Linked DNA regions of Triticum aestivum: region 2 is linked to region 1. Evidence: chromatin contacts called from public Hi-C data. All regions are on one chromosome and are shown on one strand. The core of a region is the stretch at or near the end of the contact, and the rest is flanking DNA. Distances in the headings are between cores, read along the strand shown.

The links. Hi-C and Micro-C count contacts between places; a contact is called where the count stands out from the background.
Region 2: a contact with region 1 is called in a Hi-C map of leaf, with 4 times the contacts expected there. The contact joins the promoter of LOC123103168 here to the promoter of LOC123101301 in region 1. A contact is called at or near these places in 3 of 5 Hi-C or Micro-C datasets (all in leaf) and 1 of 1 datasets of contacts at active chromatin or transcription factors (leaf).

What each region holds. Positions count from the first base shown.
Region 1 is chr5A:325,704,758-325,711,007 of IWGSC CS RefSeq v2.1, reverse strand. LOC123101301 reads left to right here and starts at 1,531. Exons shown (of 5, transcript XM_044522813.1): 1 at 1,531-1,596; 2 at 2,546-2,639; 3 at 2,716-2,866; 4 at 2,950-3,075; 5 at 4,891-5,301. The coding sequence starts at 1,531. The coding sequence ends at 5,278.
Region 2 is chr5A:325,883,270-325,890,151 of IWGSC CS RefSeq v2.1, reverse strand. LOC123103168 (probable serine/threonine-protein kinase WNK8) reads left to right here and starts at 3,320. Exons shown (of 4, transcript XM_044524666.1): 1 at 3,320-4,006; 2 at 5,774-6,773; 3 at 6,872-6,882. The coding sequence starts at 3,914. LOC123103169 reads left to right here. Exons shown (of 10, transcript XM_044524668.1): 8 at 1-18; 9 at 116-167; 10 at 474-1,107. The coding sequence ends at 128.

The DNA.
Region 1 (6,250 bases), core at 282-2,781:
CTTAATAAATAGAATATATTCAAATGGATGGGGCTAATTAAAGAAAAGATTTGAGATAAAAAGGTAGGATAATTAAAAGGACGTATCCGTAGGCTTCAAGGTGGTGGGGCTACTAAATCAAAAAAGGAAGGAATTGCCTTTAAAAAACGAAGGATTTGATTTGCGACTAAAACTGATGAGGACGTCATGGTAATTAATAGAAAGATTATACTCAAATGGAATTAGTGGGACATTATGCCCGGCAGAGAAAATATGAACGCGGCTAAATTGCATCTTATTTTTTATGTTCAATTTGTAGAAGAATGTTGGATTGCAACATGTTCTTCGTAGTGAATCCGGTGCTATGGGACATTATGCTTGCACAAAACATTAATTTTTTCCGTTGCAACGCACGGGCATATGTGCTAGTATCTTTTAAACAACATTTACGAGAGTTGTGACCTAGCTGGATACATTCAAGCCGAGCAGGTTGTCCAACAGAGTTTCTCTCTGTTATACACATCAGGTTGTAATCCTCTTGGAGTCCTGGTTGAACCTTATTTTAGTTATGTTTGCTCAGCTCATAGGGATAGGCCATGCCCTGTAATTCAAGGTTTTCTTGTTTCTCACCTGCAGGGTTATGTACTTTCACTTTGTATATGAGCTGATATATATGACGCTGTTGGCGCCTTCATCTGTTAAAAAAAGAATAAAGCATGACAAATAACAGAGTGATAAAACAAAATCAAATATCCTAAATTCTGAACAACCGTTCTTTTCATATATCAAAAAAATAATCCTGTTATACATATCCTGGAAGTTATTGTGTAGTGGTCTAAAACTAATCCAAGCCCTAAATCTAATTCACAAATTCCCCTCAATTTCTCTGGAACCATAACCCTAGAATCAAAATCGACAGGGAGGAGAGGAGAAGAACTTACAAGGCGATGTCGGAGGGGGAGGCCCAACGATGGCCCTGTGTCGGAGTGGCCTTGACATCCTCGGCAAAAGCAAAAGTCGCCGCGACTGTTTTTGAATTTTCTTTTATGAAGAATAATGGTACTTGCAAACCTTTAGCTTGTGACTGACTCTGCGTACGTGATAGGTCTTTTATTTCGGGCACGACTATTCCGCACCCGGACTCACATGGGCCCTGGTGTGAACACTAAATTTATTTTAAATAGCAAAATAGTAAAAAAAACATAATTTTTCGTAGTGAAAGATCCTCATGTTTGTGATGCTTGGTGCAAAATTTAGTGAAGTTTGGACATTCAAGGAGCTCGTGGCAAAAAAGTTTAATTTCAGGTGTGTGAGAAGCTTTTGAGAGCATCACCGTTTACATTCGATTTTGTCTTTTTTGCCATGAGCTCCTCGAATGTCCAAACATCCTGAAATTTTCCACGAATATCACACATTTGAGCATATTGCATCGCAAAAAAATAGCATTTTTTTGAATTTTTCTGTTATTTATATTAGTTTACTGTTCATCAGGTAGATGAGTGTGAGCACCGAAATAAATTATCGTTTTCTTTTTTTCTTTCTTTTGAGGGGATGTACATGTCAGTAGCTAGCTTAGTCAGCTTGCCACGCTACCTAACTAACGTCAGCGAGGGCGAGGTGTACGTAGACCGGAAGGCGGCGAGTTATATGAATCTCTTCTCGCTTCTTTGGTGGAGCTAGCTAGAAGCATGCATAAGCATAAGCTACCAGAACTGCCTGGCCATCATCGCCCCAACAAGATGAAGCGAAAATACGTGCATATTGAACATATAAAGGACAAGCAAGTGCGCCCAACTAGCGGCACCATCCACGTCTCCTTTTATTCGCCACTGTAGCAACGCGGAGAGAGACAAGTCCCGAGCGCCCCATCTCCCCTCCTCTCGCCTCTTCCATCGCCTCCTCCCCTCTCCTCTCTCTCTCCGTCTCCTCCCTCTCAACCCTAGCCGCCACCACCCACCCTCTACTGCTCCACCACGCACCCACCTCCCCTCTGGATCAGCTGCAGACCGGCTGGTGCGCGCAGGCGGCGGCGCTCCACTCAAGGGCAAAGGGAGGCAACGGCGGCGGTGGTCCCTGCAGGAAAAGTATGACGGCGGTGGCGCTCGATTCAATCTGTAGTAGAGAGAGGTGGAAGAAATAGAGAGGAAATAGGAGAGGGAGGTGCGGCGACGGGAGGGAGAGCGTCACCGGCGGTAGATTCCCCAGCCCCGTCCTGGAGCTGGGGCCGTGGGCACGGCCTGCGTTTGGCGAGGAAGGGCGAGCGCAGCGGTGAACTGAGCTCCTTCCCCGGCCCCTCTTGGGTGCGGCCTGCGTTTGGCGAGGGCGGGCGAGCGGAGCGGCGGGCTGAGCTCCGTCCTCAGCCCCTCTTCATCACGTGCGACCTAGCTCCGCCTCCGGCCGCTGTCCTCCCTTTGTCCCCCCCCCCCCCCCCCCCCCCCTCTTCAATCTGCCAGTGACATACCACATGCTATCTAGGGTTCTTAATATGTTTTATTTTGCTTATTCTTATTTGTAGGAAGAATTTGATACATATGATCCTAAGGAGAATAGTTCGCTACTACCTTAGTTGAGGAAGCGGTCTGAAATTATCGAGATAGTTGGAGCCCGTGATATTATCTTTGCTTTAGCACAGCTGGGAGTATGTGCTGCGTTCAGTAGAGGTACACCTGTTTTGAGCTTTTGTTAATGACAGGTCCTGGTTCAGACAACCATTCTTATATTCTCTTTGTTTCCCAGTGACAAACCAACAGATTTGCTTTCTGAATGGAAGTCCAGATGAAGTCATCCGTAGCTTCTTTTATAACAAGAACAATGACTCGCTTATAACCGTATCAGTTCATGGTTCTGCAAATTTCAGTGCTTTAAGATGCAGGACAACTCGAATTGAGTGAGTTTGACTTCCTATGATCCTGTTACACCGCTAGCCTTCTACTTTATCATATTATAGCTAAACGACATTTTACTCTCAAGGTATATACGCCGTGGAAAGTCAGATGCTGGTTTCCCTCTTTTTGAGACAGAATCGTCGAGGTGGCCAGGTTTCGTGGTGTTTGATGATGTAAACGGAAAGGTGCCGACTTACTCTGCTCAAGACAGGTGACTGAACTCCCTACCTTTCTAACAGGAAGAAAATATACTTCTTTCAAATTATTATATTCTGTATGCTCTAGCAGCCAGGTGACTACATATTACCTTTTCAATTCAGCTAAGGGTGGTTCTCATCATAAGCATTAGTAGACATTCAGTGTGCGTCTCATTGTTCTCTGAGGAATTTCAATTCGACTGATCTCGTGTGCTTCTTAGTTTTTGGTAATAGAGGTATAGGAACAAGAGAAGAGAGACACACCCTTACCGTGATTCATGACACCTAAGTACTGCCAGATATACTATTGTTACTATGGCCAACACTTAGATTTTGTTACATATATGGGTTGGGAACGCATAGTGATTCTAATTATCGAGTAAAGTCATGTGTATAGACTGATTAGTGTGATATGTTTATGATTTTTTTTGAGGGCATCTAAGATGAAAAGAGGTGGGTGTGGTGGCTTAAGCCAAAGTTGTGCAATTTCACTTCAACTACAGACTGTTGTTGGTGAGACTGCCATGTCAGGAACTGATGTACTTACAATACGTTCAGTTAGATTAGAAAATGTCATCTCATTTAAAATAATAACATCTCATTTCTTCCCCTTGATTCAGTTAGGAACTCTACTGTATGTTCAGATTCTGAAGTAGTTATGCGAGAGTAGAAGAGGTTTGTAGCCACGATTGCTGGTAGACTAACTATTTTATATGGACTGAGGCTGCAACTGAGGGCAGTTCTACTCTATGCTGGGCAGCAGTAACTTAGGTCCTGCGTTTTTGTGAAATTGATACACAGACTAAACATACACATTGCATTTTTCTCACAGTTTGTGCTCACACCAAATCAACCTTTTCAAAGCATTATTCCGGTGATCTACTAAGTTACCATACAATGTTCACTTACCAAGTTACCATATTCCATTCAATGATGTTAACAAGGATCTGAGCATACATTTCTTAAGTAAGTTTGGTGATCTACTAAGTAGTGTATGTGTATAGAAGCATAGATAATTTTTGTTATGTATTTGGATAGCCGTTTTGAAAGAGTCAAAAAGAGGTTGATTAACAGAATATACCATCATGCCTTGTACACCTTCTTTTAGGTGTTTTTTCATTCCTTTCAGGATTGTAATATTCCCAGCCATGAAAAAACAGATTGGTTATTTCAATGCTATGTAAATTGGGTAAAGATATAGTTTCAGAATTTAGTTGTTTTCTGTCTAACAACTTGCCGCTGTTGGATATAACCTTCGTGTGAAATATGTTGCAAGTATTCACAAGATAGTCTTGTAGTGAGGTAATTTCACCATGCATTTTGTAGATGACTCAGTGATGTCCTTACCATCTTGGCTATGGTCTGGAGATCTTGGGTATCTCGCTGATGTCATCTATCCCAGGTATCTCTCTCACCCAATATTGATACTACTAAACTTAAACTATCCTTTGTAAAATTCTGTGAACTTGAATGGGAATGTTAATATCCTGATAAACAAGTTTCACTCACACACTGATTGGCAAAACAAAAAATTGGTCGGCATAAATGGATGTGGACACTTAGAATCAGATAGTGTGTAGGCTTTGGTTAGGAATATGCATCAAATTATATATTATCCTGTCCGTATAACCCAATCCACGTTTGTATCATACACTTTCCGAATTTAAACAACTACATGCTTATAGAAGCATGTTGACAAGGTAATGGCAGTCTATCCAATTATCCATCGTGATGTGCTAAATCTATAGGTTAGACCGATATAAATACACACAGATGTTTAACACGTTTATTTATGACCTTCAGATATTTTTTTGCGATTTTTGTCTCAGGTTGGTGAAATTACAACAAATCTGGAGCTGTTGCTTTCATGCTGATGAGGGGCGCAGAACTAACTTAAGGATGTGTCGTTGTCTCTGCAAAGGGAGTTTTTGCTTGGTGCGTCACTCTATTCGGAGATGCAACGTCGTGTTTGCCTGGGTAGGTTTTTACCTTTCATATGGTCATTGTTGCCTCATGCTTTTCTCAGAGAGGGTTTTATCTGTACTGCCGTCTCTCCTCTTCGTAGTGCTGCTATGCGTACTGCCACTCGGCGACTTTTTTCTCTATTTCTTTTTTGCTTTCTTTGGGCATGGTCGTGTTGTTGCCCCGGCCATCTTAGTTGCTTCGCTACTTTGGCCAGGTTGTATGGATGTTTGCTTTATCTATAAAGCGGGGTGAAAGCCTATTTTGAGAAGGTTTTATCTGTAGCCTGCAACCTTTGAGCGTTCTTAACTACACTGATTTGTATGGCGATAACCAAGTAACGATGTAACATTACTGGCAGGCGGTAGGAAATTAGCTTTCTTTGTCGAGAAGCTTGAGATCTGATTTTATGTCCTGTCAGATTGTCCTGTTCATCTTCCTTATGTTTTGCAGATAATTCAGGAGCAGCCAACATTCTTTGTTTTGCTGAAAGTATGTGTGGGTGTGAAAATGTGTATGGTTTTATGTTCTGATATACACACAACCAGTAAGATGTGTCCTTTGTTTTCAGGCTCAGTTGTGTGTTTCCTATGCCTCTCTTGTGCTCATTGTAACCACGTGATTGGTTCAGACTATATAATGCTATGTATGAACGTACCTAAATATATTTCATTATGCTTCAAGATTTTATGACCGATCTCTAAATATTCTTACTTGCACGGTTTGAATGCTTGGTTCACTCTTGCCCTTTATGCCATGGGCGCAATGGGTCATCTAGCATGAATAAAGGGAAAGCATATGCTTTCGCCTTCAAATGCACTTCCAAAGGACTGCGCCTGATCGTCTACTCAATATAAGCAAGTTGCAGGAGCCCTTTGTTACATAACTTAACATTAGTATAGATGCCTACCAAGACTTCTATGTTTATCATCCTTTTGATATTATGTAATCCCCTAAGACCATCCTGTGCATTTAACTGTCAGTTATTTGTTTCTTAGACTGTAGTGTGATATGCTTTTGAAACAACCACCATCTATCTATCATCAATCCCATTTTGTGTTTACATATTTTAATGCACACTCTTTCAATACTTGGTCTGCACTCGGCCTTTGCACCATGGGCGCAACAGGTCATCTAGTGTACATAAATGATGACGAGCTACTAGCTAAGTTGCACCGCTCCATATGCATGCCCGTACGTATGTCGCCGCATGTCCACAGCTCTACG
Region 2 (6,882 bases), core at 2,071-4,570, 180 kb before region 1:
TAGATCTAATGTAATGAGGTAAGTAAGATGCATCCTTTTAGTAATTAAAAGCAATAACGTCAACTGTTTCATAGAGGGACGTGTAGCTAATCCCTATTTCTTTACTATTTTACAGCAATGACTATTGAGGCACACCACAATTATTAGTTTCTTAAACAGAAATTAAGGTCAGTGTTAGGTTTTAGCTTCAGCAAAAAATATTGATACGGCCACGTGAAAACCACACTAGAACACTAATTTGTACTCCCTCCGTCCGAAAATAGCTAGTACAAAGCTGAGTCACTTATTTTGGGACGGAGGGAGTAATATGGAAACCGTCCATTTTGTTAGTGTTAACCTTGGATCACATCTGTTCAGCTTGAAAATGCATTCCTTTTCTCTGGTTTTACCACATTCACTGTGTGACTTCACTCATTTATTATGTGTTTTCAACATTTACAATTCTTAATAATCCTACACTACACAATTTGCAGGAATACTAAGCCATATCATCTCAAGGACAATGGTGATTTCCCACCACTATCCAGTTGACGCCATATATGGCTTACCACATAGCAAAGCTGTTGTTTTTTCTGATTCAACCGGAAGATACTGATATGTGGCGCACACTCGGTGCAGCCATAGCAGAGGGTTTCTCTTCTAGTCAAGCATCGTCATGTACATCCTAACTTGGTTCTCCAGTCGTCAGATTCACCTTATGCGGCGGCGACAAATGCAAGCTTGCCCTGCAGTAACTGAAGTTTCAGCCCCTACCCCTCCTGGAAAACAGGACATTTTGTGCCATGTAGAACTGTAGATACTTGGGGGCAAAAATTTATATTTCCTTTCGCTTTCTTTAAAGTTTTGGCGTTCCCCTTGAGTGGGGAACAGGATGCAAAGATGGATAGAAAAAGGAGAGAAAAAGAGATAGTTTAGACATTCCGTTTTTACCTTGTGAGCATTCGAGGATTGCCGGGGAGCTCGCTCTTGTAGTGTTAATCTGTCTGGGTCTTGACTTGCAACTGAAAGACCCCTTGCCTGAAGTAACATTAGCTGCCTAGAAATGATAGGCGTTGCATATGTGAGATTTTGGAGTTGCAGTTAATACATGGAAAGAAATTTTGCTCGTGTTGTGCCTTGCCTTGTCATTGTTGTTAATTATTTTAGATTTGTAACATCATTATGCTCTACTGTTAGCTCTGTTTCATGCTGGGAAAGGTGGTATGACGTTGAGTATGATTTGCTTGTGATTTTGCATAGAAACGAGTGTGTAGGGCAGAAATGTGTGGTGATATCATGTCGCTTTCAAGCGTAAAGTCAAAATGCAACTAGAAGAATCCGAGTCATGTTGTCTAGTGACATGTTTGGATAGGATGCAACGATATGTTCAGTCGGGTAGTTGGTCAAAAATAAAACCACTATCTTTCTCTCAATAATGTTATTTTTAATATGTATCTCCATGCGGATGACAATTATTTTTGCAGAATGATGCGATCGTACCTTGAATTCTGGCTGTTTTGAACTCCCAATTATGCCCCTTTTTATATGCTCTTTTGGTGGGTGAAGTACTTACATGTACTTCCTCCATCTCATAATATAAGAACGTTTTTGACACTAGTGTAGTGTTAAAAACGTTCTTATATTTTGGGACAGAGGGAGTAGAATAAAGTTTGGTAGCTCAATTATTAGAGTCTATCCTTTCAAAGCTTTTTCTCTCTCTAGAGCTCAGTTTGATTGACGCAAGCAGAAGTCCCAATTTGGTTTTACTATCCTATGTAAGTAGATGAAACTTGGCTCCTCACATAACCTCTTCGATAGATCGAATGGTCAAAAACCAAGCACCAGTGTAAGAACACAAGTTGCACCTTCTCCCAAATGCGCGAAAAATTGCATTAGGAAAAGAAACTACTCGTATGTCGAACACTCGAACGTCAAAGAGATGTTTGTATCTAATGGAGTACACTTAATTTGCTACTACGACATAGCCAAGTTTAGCTTATGTTATTCGTGGTAGCTTATCCTAATTAGATTATGTATAACCTAACACGTAGTCGGAAGGTGATCACCCTTAAGCATTCAGTTGAGTAGGTCGCTGTCGTAGGAGGAGTGGAGAAAGCGTCTTCAGGCCCAGGTTTGGGATGTTGTGCAAGAAAATGACTCTTTAGAATCCTGAAATAATGAGAGAGGAAAAGCAAATGGTCTAGTATTGGTCTGACAAATAGTTTATTGGTCTAAACGAATAATCCCGCAAACTCAAAGACCCTACCAGCGCAATAAAGCTAAGTTTGGTCCGGGTCAAATCGTTAATAATAGAGTTTTCCTTTGTTTACATGCCAGGGAAGAGGTTTACATGTCGTGCTAGTTCTCTCCATCCCAAAATGGAACCAAACAGGGAATATGCCAAACTTTCATACAGTAATAATTCATGTAAAAGTCAACTAAGAACCATGTAGACATATATTCCACTTTCTTCATTTCTAAATATAGGCTCTTTTAGAGATTTCAATATGGACTACACACGGGACAAAAATAAGTGAATCTATACTTTTGAATATCAGTTTTGCTAAAGCACATCTAGACGTCTGCGCAAAAAAAAAAGCACATCTAGACGTGCTTATTGCACGTATAAATCCTACATCATTGATTTTACACTAAGATTTATGCAAGCAATTTTTTTCTTTCTAGTTTAGTTGAATCACTTAGATGTGTAATAACTAGTGCCTTAGACAGACCCTTAAAATATATATATATATATATATATATATATATATATATATATATATATATATATATATATATATATATATATAGTTCGTATTATAGGAACAGAGAAAGTACACAAGGAGAGGAAGACAGACACATCTTGTCCATTTGAGTCTGGATCCTCCGTTTTAAATTACTCGTCGCAGAAATGAATGTATTTACAACTAAAATACATTTAGATATATTCATTTTTGCAACGAGTAATTCGAAACAGAGGGGTTCCTACCCACACCAGATTTATCTCTACTACTTCCTCCATTCCAAAATATAGTGCGCCCGCGCTTTCCAAGGTTGAACTTTGACCATAAATTTGACGAACGAGACCGACTGCGGCGGGAGAAAAAGTTACATAATTAAAAACTTCTTTCGAATACGAATTCCCTGATATAACTTTTGCTCCCGCCGCAATCGGTCTTGATAGTTAAATTTACGGTCAAAGTTGAAGCACAGAGATAGAGGAAACACTACATTGTGGAATGAAGGGAGTACTACGAAGCAACGACTACAATCCCCAGCGCCCTCCAAAAGCAGAGTAACAGAAGCATATATATCCACGAGGGAATCATCCCATTCACAAGCCTCCAAACCGTTCTACGATCCTCCGCTATCCGTCTCGTCCTCATCATCACCAAAGTTCCGAATTGCATCTGTCATCTGTCCACAGATGGAGCTTTCAAGGCATGGATTCTTCAGGTTCAGATCCTTGTAGCCCCAAACAATCTTCCTTCTCTGGCAGTGTCCGGACCACAGGCCAGAAAAATTCCGCCTTTTCTTCTTCCTCCTGCCTGCCTGCCTGCCATGACGATTATTCTGGACCTGACATGACATGACATGCGTGCATGATTGATCCGGCGCGTGCGCGATCGGAGGCATCCAATTCCAGCACTCAACCTGCCACCTCCTATTACTACCGCCCCGTCCTTGTCGGCGTCAGATGAGCAGCCCGCGGTCGTGGTTGGACGACGCTGCGGCTGCGGGGGCGTCCTCCACCTCGTCGTCGTCTGCGGCGGCGTGGATCATGCTGCGGCGGATCGACGACTCGCGCCTCCTCTCTGGCGTCTTCTTCACCTATCACGACGGCAAGCTAGCCGCCAGCAGGATCACCTACTGATCCATCCACACAGCCGCAGCGAGCCTAGTACTAAGCTAGTAGAGCAGCAGTAGTCAAGCCATGTCGAGCCCGCGGCGGCCGGAGATGCCACCGGCGGCGAGGAACAACGACAATGGATACGTCGAGACCGACCCCACTGGTCGCTACGGCCGGGTAAGCTCTCCATCTCTTCTGCCTCATCGCTTCAGCTAAGTTTATCGCGCAATCTAAATCAGTCATAATAACCAATTAGCAGATTGCTTACATTCAATTTCTCAAGCTTCAAGTTCTTAGTTTTTTTTTCTTCTTCTTCTGTTTGTTAGGAACATGTTCTTGTGATTAGATTAGATTAGGTTCGAGTCAAACATGCTTACAACTATACCATGAACTGAATATGATTGTGGGCTTTCAAATGTTTAGCTCAATTATCAAGGATGGATTCCGTGTTGATGTGCACTTGGGAGCTACCCTAAACAAGGCCACAATTATTGTGCCTTTTTCTTTTCTTTACATGTCCATTTGGCTCTTGTTGCCTTGCTAGGGCTAGCTAGCTTAGCTGCACATCTTCTATACGTATTTGTTTACAGTCAAACTACGTGTGCTATTCAGTGGCTAACTACGTACGTACATGTCCACCAATTGGCAAACTAAGTAGTTATCAATTGGAGTATATGCAAGATTGATTGATGAATTTCAGCTACCCGTTGGCGACTACGTACAAGATGTTTACAGCCAATTTATCTTTGTGCGGTAGCAGGCCTGAAATCATTCGTATGAACTAGCCAGTTGAATACTAATATAATACCCCCGCAAAAAAGAATACTAATTAAATACTGTATATGCAAATAGAACTAGGCTTACTAGTTTTACTTACTTCCTCCGTTTTTTTAGTCTGCATATAAGATTTGGTCAAAGTCAAATTTTATTAACTTTGACTAAGTTTATAAAAAAATATATCAAGATTCACAATATGAAATCAATATTTTTAGATGCATCATGAAATTAATTTTCATAACATATAGCTCTAGTGTTATAGATGTTGGTATTTTTTTCTATAAAGTTGGTCAAACTTTACCATGTTTGACTTTGACCAAATCTCATATGCAGATTAAAAAGAAACGGAGGGAATACTAAATCATTTGCTCACGGGATTTGTAGTATATAGTAGTCTCTTCGTCCTAACTTTGTACTAAATCAACGACACTAATTTCGGGACGGGACGAGTATATCCTATTACAGGCAAACAATCATAAAAATTGTTGCTTTCAAGTACATCATCAACAGATTTCTATACCGGTCATATAGTTGAACAAGGTGGACCATTAGTTTTAGAAGGTGAGAATTCCATTGTGATTTCTCTTCCAGTTAATCCAATTATATCAGGCAAGAGTTGGTGTTTGCTGGAGATCCCTAGTTAGGTTAGGGCTAAGTTGGGTCTGGTTGCCGAGTGATGGATTGGTGGCGAGGATTGTTTCATGTGTCAATATGCCAATAATGAGATGCTTTGAAAGCTTCAACGAGATAATATGCCCTGTCAGTATCCCTCAAAGATATCCTTCACCTTTATTTCTCAGTGGATGAAGTTGTAGCAGTCACTCATGTTTGTCCTCTCAGTGCTCTCCCCACAGTTGTGTACACTAGTTGTATTGTTAGTGCACGCACTGGTTTTTCTTTTAATTCTATTTCCTTGTTAACATGAAATTGGCATAACGGAGCACTAATGGTCATATTATGTGCAACCAGCAGTGTGAATTCTAATTTGAATTGCGAATGTAATTTATACCTGAGAACACACACGGATAATATTACACCCTCCGATTCATATTACTTGCCGCACCTTTTGTACGACTTTAGTACATTTATTTTGATTTATAAGTGTTGTTCTTGGGGCTGATGGATGTGAAGCTTGATCTGTGTTGGAAATGTGATGCATGCATGCAGTTCGACGAGCTCCTGGGCAAGGGGGCGATGAAGTCGGTGTACAGGGGGTTCGACGAGGTGCGCGGCGTGGAGGTGGCGTGGAACCAGGCCAACCTCGCCGACGTCCTCCGCACCCCCGACGCGCTGCAGCGCATGTACTCCGAGGTCCACCTCCTCAGCACGCTCCGCCACGACGCCATCATCGCCTTCCACGCCTCGTGGGTCTCCGTCTCCTCCCCGTCCCCGCGCGGCGGCTGCGCCGGTGGCGCCCCACGCCGCACTTTCAACTTCATCACCGAGCTCTTCTCCTCCGGCACCCTCCGCGCGTACCGCCTCCGGTACCCGCGCGTCAGCCTCCGCGCCGTCCGCGGCTGGGCGCGCCAGATCCTCCGGGGCCTCGCCTACCTCCACGCCCACGACCCCCCCGTCATCCACCGCGACCTCAAGTGCGACAACGTGTTCGTCAACGGCCACCAGGGCACCGTCAAGATCGGCGACCTCGGCCTCGCCGCCGTGCTCCGCGGCGCCCAGGCCGCGCACAGCGTCATCGGCACGCCCGAGTTCATGGCGCCCGAGATGTACGACGAGGACTACGACGAGCTCGTCGACGTCTACTCCTTCGGCATGTGCATGCTCGAGATGCTCACCGTCGAGTACCCCTACGCCGAGTGCTCCAACCCCGCGCAGATCTACAAGAAGGTCACCTCCGGCAAGCTGCCTGACGCCTTCTACCGGGTCAACGACGCCGACGCGCGCAGGTTCATCGGCAGGTGCCTCGTCCCCGCCTCCCACCGCCCCTCCGCCCAGGAGCTCCTGCTCGACCCTTTCCTCTCCACGCAGGACACCACCATGACTCTGTCACCGCCGCCATTGCTGCCTGCGTTGCCCACCTCCGGTGACCGTAACGATAATCCGGAGGAGGCAGAGCCGGTGGCAGCAAGGACTGACATGACCATCACCGGCAAGCTCAACACCGACGACGACACCATCTTCCTCAAAGTCCAGATCGTCGACGAAGCAGGTACACGTTCAGCCGTTGCAACATTTCCCATGCAAGTACGTACGTACATGGAAGTCTTGACCTGACAAGGTGACAAGGTTAATTGTTCATGTGATCAGGCCATTCGAGG